Regions from separate parts of the Mus musculus genome. Here region 1 is linked to region 2. Evidence: chromatin contacts called from public Hi-C data. All regions are on one chromosome and are shown on one strand. The core of a region is the stretch at or near the end of the contact, and the rest is flanking DNA. Distances in the headings are between cores, read along the strand shown.

Region 1 (3,515 bases), core at 104-2,603, 72 kb after region 2:
TGGCGCCCTTCCCTAACAGTTGTAATTCGCTGGCATCTGACCCAAACTGGAGGCACCAATGAATGCCATGCATTAACCAGAGAAACAACTCCAATTGACTTCTTGAGCCAGCAGGGCTCACGCCCAGCACTCGGGCCAGGGTCATCTTGGCTGTTGACGTTTTCTCTGCAAATGAGGACTGAACACAGAGAGACAAGCCCCCGGAAGATGTCATATCCCTCTTGGCAGACCCCAGGAGGCCTGCCTTTGTTCTGACATCTCTTCCTGGTCTATAATTGACCAGGTGGGAAAGAGCGCAGGGGTAGGGGGCTGCGAATAGGCTGGCTTTCCCTGCCCGGGACTGGAACAACTTGGAGGAATGCCTGCAGAAACTGGCTTTCCTCAGCTTAGAGGGCTTGCTTCAAAGTCAAAAGCACTATGAAGTTGTGTTTGCCGGCTGTTCTGTTTTGCTGAGACTTACAAGTCTTGGCACAGATACTGCTGAAGCTTGCCTGGCCCTGATCTGGGTCCCTGCGAGGGACCCCTGTCCATCTAAGCCTACAGCATAGACGCCAGATACTCTAACCCCGCCCCTCCCCGCCCCCCGTGCATGTACCATACCCCACAATCATGGGTGTGGCCCCTCTAGTTCCTCCTGAGCCCTATGCTTCCAGCAGCTCCTGACGGTAGGTTGGCACACTCTCTCTCCTTCATCCTCTACTGTGCACAGCAGGCATACCGCCCCCCTCCAGTCCCTCTCTGTTTAAACCTGCTCCCACAAGCCCAGGGTGTTCCCCCGCTAGGACTTCCAACTGTCCCCTCCTTCTGAGGTAGTTGTCCAAGGTTCCCAGCAGTGTCTCTCACTTTGTAGCTACCTCTTTACTCCTGCGCTGACACTGGAGACTCCACCCAAGCTACTCTTTCCTGCTGGGGCTCAGGAGACACCCCAAACTGACTGGACTTAGTCCACCAGGGAAGGCAAGCCCAGCAGCAGGGGAGGAGACCCTTGACCACAAGCAGGCCGGGCCTGGGCGAGACAAAACCGTGAGGGTGACCGAGAGAGCTGGGCGAGGGGGTGTTCTGTGGATGGGTGCCATGCGAGATTCTTGAGGTTTTATATTTTTTTTTTACGATTTGTGGCGGCGTTTTATCCGTCCTCCTGGGTGACCCTAACTCTTCGGCCGACCGGTTTGCAGACCTCGCTGCCTGCAGCCAGGGGGCGTCGCGGAGCCGGAGCTCGGAGGAAAAATCCACCCATTTCCTGGGCAGATTGCGTCGGCCGCCGCCCGGCCTTGTCCCCGCCCCCCGGCCGCGGCCCCCGCGCACAGCCCGCGCCGCGCTCAGAACCCGGTGGCCCTTCTCGAGAGCGGAGCGCGCGGGGACGCTGCAGCGGCGGGCAGCGCGGGCAGGCAGCGCGCGCCGGGCAGGGCCGCCTGGTCACCTCCCGGCGCCGGGGCGGCGCGGCGATGGCCAGTGCGCACAGGGAGGCAGAGACCGGCGGGCGGCGGCGGGCAGAGGGGGCGCGGGGACGCGGCCGGGCGCCCCTGCCCGCCGTGGTGCCCGCCGCCTGAGGCTGCCCGGGGCGCGGGAGCCGGCGCCGGCGCGGCGCGGGCGCAGGAGGCCACTCGAGGCGCGATGTCGGTGCCGCTGCTGAAGATCGGGGTCGTGCTAAGCACCATGGCCATGATCACCAACTGGATGTCCCAGACGCTGCCCTCGCTGGTGGGCCTCAATACCACCCGGCTTTCGGCCGCCAGCGGCGGGACGCTGGACCGCAGCACCGGCGTAAGTGCGCCCGCCTTGAGCCCTCGCGGCCCCTCCTCCCTCCTGCCTCCTCTCGGGTCGAGCCCCGGGCTGGCCCGGCGGTGCGGCACAGGATGGGGTCACCCTGGGAGGGAGGGTTACAAGGGCCGGGGTCACGAGCCCACCCTCTGCCCTGCAGCCAAGCAGTGCCTTCAGCTGCGGCCGCCACTCGCACTCTGGCGTTTCGGGGCGATGCTTTTTGCTCCCAGTCCCCCGGAGGGGCTTGAGGACACCTGCTTTGGTGATGGTGGGAGGGGTTCAAAGTCCAGAGTCCTCGTTCACTAATATTAGAAAATCTTTCTTTGCAAAGCTTAGGAAACTGAAGCTAGGGACTTGGGGACTTAGCCAAGGTCACTCAGCAAGTAAGGGGTGGAGGTGCTGCTTAAAACCCTTTGTGGGCTAGGTCCAGCCAGGACTCAGCTCGCCCTACTTTGTAAAAGACGGACTGGACCAGTGCAGAGTGGGGCCCAAGGCAAAAGACCAGAGCTTGTGATCTCACCTGAGCCCCCCAAATCCCAAGGGACCCTTCCGGTCTCATCTCGGTTGGAAGATCTCAGCGTGCACTCTGGAGGAGGTTGAGAGGAGCTGGGCGGGACCCAGCTGCCGATCTGTCTTCACCCACCCCTCTCTACTGGCCTCTGACACGGAAATCGAATCTCCATGTCATCGGCAGCCTGCGGATGGGGAGCTATGGCTGGGGGTTGGGTGGAGGGTCTGGATAAGGCTGACTTCCATGATAGATGGAGCAGGCTGAGCAGAGACCACCCTTAAGTCAGGGGCCACTGGAAAGGGACCCTGGCATAACCTTCTCAGTGGAAAGGACAGGTGAGGGACCATTCTCCTCCAGTTTGATCCCAAGAGCTGGGTGGTGTGACCCACCACCACCACCACCACCATCTATCACTCTTGTAGGGTCTGCCTCTCCTGTTGTTTTAAAAAGAGTTTTCCTAGTGCCCTGGTACTGGGAGTGGTGTCCCACTCCTTAAATCCCAGAGGCAGGTGGGTCTCTGTGAGTTTGAGGCCAGCCTGGTCTACAGAGTGAGTTCCCTGACATTCAGAGCTGCGTAATGAGACTCTGTCTCAAAAAAAAAAAAAAAAAAAAAAAAGCCAAACAAAAATATCACCATGAGTTTCCCTGATAAGGATTTTGGATGCTTGTGTCCTAAGCTGGATGAATGAAATGAAGTATAGCACTACCTGCTTCTCTGCCTTCTTCCCATCCTTATCTAAAAATAGCAGGGAAGTGCAGGATGCCAGGGAAGGGCTTGGAGACTGGGTAGGCTGCAGTGGCTGGAGGGCAGGGGTCATGGTGGTGTGTATGCAGGAGCCTTGGTGGCTTCTGCCCCTGCTGTGTATCTGAAGGTCAGGGTCATGGGTGGTATAGAAGGCCTGCAAGGTGAATCCAGCCACTCAGTTCTGGGTCCTTGGTGGTCTTTGGGCAAACCCTCAGGATTGAGGTTAAGGGTGACCCTTACACAATATATTTGTTGACATCCACCAAATGGCTAGTGCGTGGGGGAGCTTCATGGAGTTGGAAATCAACATCTGAGCCAGGCTGCTTTTGTTCGGGAGACAACACAGCTCTAGGGTTGCTGCTCTCAGTTCTTAGGTGCCGACTCAGGACTCATAACAATTGTGCTTGTCTCCAAGTGTTAGGGAACAGGAGCTCAAGGCTCGTCAGCATCTTGCTGGAAGAAGAGGGTATCTGATTCCCTAAGCCATTAGCTACTGGT
Region 2 (3,512 bases), core at 833-3,332:
ACAAGGTGGACACTTGACCTAACCAAGACCTGCCCAAATTCACAGGTACAATAAGCAAATGTACTGGCCCATGGTTGCTAGGAAGCAACCTCTTCACAGACCCTGAGTAGGTCTCTGTTGGCAAGGCTACATGTCCCAGGCTGTTCTCAGCACAGTAATTATCTCAGAGCCTGGTCCTGAATTGAGGAGCAGATTTTACCGGAGCAAGGTCCACTCACACCTCAGTGTGGCACCCTTCCTCAGACCTCACTGATTGCACACTTGTTTTGCCAGTGTGGGCACAGTGCTATGGACTCTCTCTCACTCACCTTAGAAGTTCCCATGGGGCTTTGCCATGTAACCTCATAGCAGTAGCTTAGGGCACAGAATAATTGGAGCTGCTAACGCTTGCAGAATCCACTTGAACTTACTCAGAGTGCTAATTAAGATGATTCACTGCTGGCTCAGAGGCATTCCGTTGGGTTTAGCACATTCTGGCTATTCCTCACTTGTAGCGAATAAACTGCCCAGGGTGTCTCCCTATCAAGGCCCCTAGTTCAGTTGGGCTTAGTCACCTTCACAAGAAGATCTGGTTCTGAGGGTCCCATCTGTTGGTAGCGTTGTCGAAGAGAGAACCGTCTCCTAGGACACCCCCCCCCCCATCAGCATTCCATAGTTCATATTCTTGTGTCTCTGTTTTTGTTGACCCCAAGAGTTGAACCATATTAAGATTACTGAATTCCTGTTAAGGGTGAGGCCCCATGAATGAGACACATCTAGGGATGGGGAAAGAGTGGGGGGGGGGGAGTATTAGACAGTGACCAGTATATAGTTCCCAAGGCAGTAGAAGAGTCGGGCTGGAATGAAATGACCAGAGGAGACGAGGAGAGACCGGAGCAGAGAACTTTACACATCTCAGCAGGAAGTGAGGACTGGGCCAGGAAGGCAGTCTGGGACAACTTAAAGAGCCAGCAGATGGATAGATGGATAGCTGGTGCAAGCAGGAGTGGGCTACTCAGGTACATAGCCCTCCTGGGTGCAGTAGTAGCCATTGGAAGGCACTGGGATAAAATCTGCTTCAAAATGCCCCAACTGCCTACACAGGTCACTTACCAATATTCTCCTTTGAAACCTCTTGAGTCAGCCCCCCTAGTTCAAGTCATCCTCCGCACCACTGTCTTCCATGAGCCTGTGAGTACGGCCTATTAAGCCCCACTTAAAGTGTTCAACTGCTTTCCTAATTTAAACCCACATTCCCCAAACAAAAGGCCTTCAGGCAATCACACAATACCCCAGTCTCTGGTATCAACTTCTGTCTTGGTTAAGATTTCTATTGCTGTGAACAGAGAGCTACAGTGGGCCTGATTTGGGCTTCCAAAACCCCAAATCCCCTCCCCAGTGACACACTTTCTCCAACAAGGCCACACCTCCCAATAACCGACACCCTCTATGAGCCCACAGAGGCCATTTTAATTCAAACCACCACAGGTGGGCTTCCACCTCCAGGAAGACTATAATCCAGCAAACACTCAGTAGAATTTATTGTTATGCTCAGTTGGTGTGTCAAACATTTTGCCTTTTGTTTGGACAGGCACCAGTTCTGTAGAAAGGGAAATAAAACTGCCTGGATTTCTCTTAAGTCTTGGATTTATTACTGGGTGTTTTCGGAGGGCCTTGTTCTTCACACTGCTCAGAGTTGAAAGTGGCTATCACAAGTGTGAACCTGTTCTCCTCTACTTCTGCACAGATGAAACGGAGTCTTCCTGGTTGGGAGCTCTCCGCAGAGTGGAGGGTGTCTCCTGTTCTTCTGTCCTGTGTTTGGTCACCTTCGTGGTATGGTGTAAGAGGACAGGGTCGGCACGGAACACAGTGTCCCTCGTAGGACATGGCCAACCTTCCCTGAAGACATTCATCCACCACTGAGCAGGTACAGAAGGAGGCTGCAGACATACCCACGGGAGGGAATGAGCACAGAGCAAAGCTTTGGAGATCATCAACAACAACCTGTTCCACATTTTCAGACACGACTCCTCCGGGCATGTCGGTCGCCAGTGTCCAGGCAGGAGGGGCTGGCATCCAGCGTCACGCTGAACACAAGCAGGTTATGCTAGTTCTTCTCAGGATCAAAGGGGGGAATGGGCAGCTGAGCCTAAGGATTTGTGTGGGGAAGGACATAAGGAGCCAGGGGAGGGCTGGCAGCAATCCTCTGCAGCAGATGGAAGGCTCAGTGCAGAACTGGGTTCCCTGGGAAGGGTCCCTTGAAAGTGAGCATGGCCTTATTCGGGGAAAACAAATTCTTTTTGGTTAAAAGTCTCGAGATCAAATGGATTTCCTAAAACCAATGGCAGGTATCCTGATAGGAGACCCAGAGGTGAGAGACATGCATGGGGAAGAAGAATCTGAGGCTGGCCTCTGCACTGACATGTCAGGTGCACCTTAGTGCCTGAGGAGGGTGCCAGCCCTGTCCTTCACACTTCTGGCTTCTAAAACTGGCAAAGAACAAATCATCCTTGCAGGAGGGTGGGGAAGAGGGGTCACCCAGTGGGTTCAAGGGTTCTCCAGTGGAGGGGAAGGGTGTACAGCAACTGTTCCAAACCCTCGAGAGCTCAGAGCACAGGCCTGGAGACAGGTGGTACTCGCCTGCTCTGATTTCTCTCTGAGAGGCAATCCATTTCTTTAGGTCTCTACCACATCCTCCCACCCCTGGGTTGGTCCCTCTATCACAAAGCTCTTGGCACCAACTCTGTGTGGGCAAGATTTGGATGCACCAGTCCAGAGGAGAAGGTCTCACAGATTATGGGCACACAGCTGGGCCACCACAGTGGAAGGTACCGTGAGTCAGAACTTGTCCCTTGCCTTTGGCCCAGGATTGAGACTGGGTGTGGACAGGAGTGCCTGGGTTGGTCCATGATCAGTACCTTGCACCTGCTACCAAACATCAGCCATGTCAAACCAAAGAAATTAACTTCCCATGGGAAGGCTCCTAACCAGCAGTGTGGCAAATAATTTGCTACCTGGAAACTTCTGGAAGACATATATGATGGGATAATCACTGGCTCTAGTTCCTAATCCACACATTTGTAGAAAATGTCTGAATCTTCCAAATGACAAAGAAATGAAGCTCTCGGCTTACCCAGCCACCCCCATCATCCCCATATCCAATTAACCACACGTCCCTAGCAAGTCCCAGTGTGAACCATGAGACAGACCTGAGATTAATTTTTCATAGAGCATCAGACTGTAAATGATTTTTCTATTTACTTATGTAACTCCTACATAAAAGATGATGGTATTTAATCAAATATGGACCAACTGCAAATTACGCTGGATAAACAGTGTGAAAAAAATTCAATATGCTATTGACTGTACACACATACGTGTATATATATATTATTGATATATATTTAAGAGTAGTAATCTATTCACATTGTTAACGCTTTGTGGAATAGTTATATGTATTTGAAAACACTGGCTTGTGGCTTGGTGAGATTTCAGTGTTGCAACCTTGTTAACATAGGGAGTATGTTGGAACA

What was found. A called contact is a pair of places that touch in the nucleus more often than the background predicts.
Region 1: a contact with region 2 is called in a Hi-C map of cerebellar granule neurons, with 2.1 times the contacts expected there. The contact joins the promoter of Olfm1 here to the enhancer-like site in region 2. A contact is called at or near these places in 8 of 39 promoter capture datasets (the 3T3-L1 cell line, the HPC-7 cell line, the SN4741 cell line and 4 more), 5 of 484 Hi-C or Micro-C datasets (cerebellar granule neurons, cerebral cortex, embryonic stem cells and 2 more), 2 of 115 datasets of contacts at active chromatin or transcription factors (PVALB interneurons and VIP interneurons) and 2 of 9 other capture datasets (liver and pancreatic islet).

The regions. Positions count from the first base shown.
Region 1 is chr2:28,204,336-28,207,850 of GRCm38.p6, forward strand. It overlaps Olfm1 (olfactomedin 1), which reads left to right and starts at 1,354. Exons shown (of 6, transcript NM_019498.2): 1 at 1,354-1,764. The coding sequence starts at 1,615.
Region 2 is chr2:28,131,914-28,135,425 of GRCm38.p6, forward strand. It overlaps F730016J06Rik (a long non-coding RNA gene), which reads left to right. Exons shown (of 10, transcript XR_003953783.1): 8 at 1-998; 9 at 1,727-1,906; 10 at 2,001-2,467. Among named protein-coding and RNA genes, the nearest start is that of F730016J06Rik, 38 kb to the left of the region's middle. Within about 2 kb of position 2,083, at least 23 of the 459 cell types and tissues checked have an H3K27ac peak or open chromatin away from gene starts, as enhancers often do. A contact at or near this core is called in PVALB interneurons, the SN4741 cell line, VIP interneurons and 1 more, where this site is marked.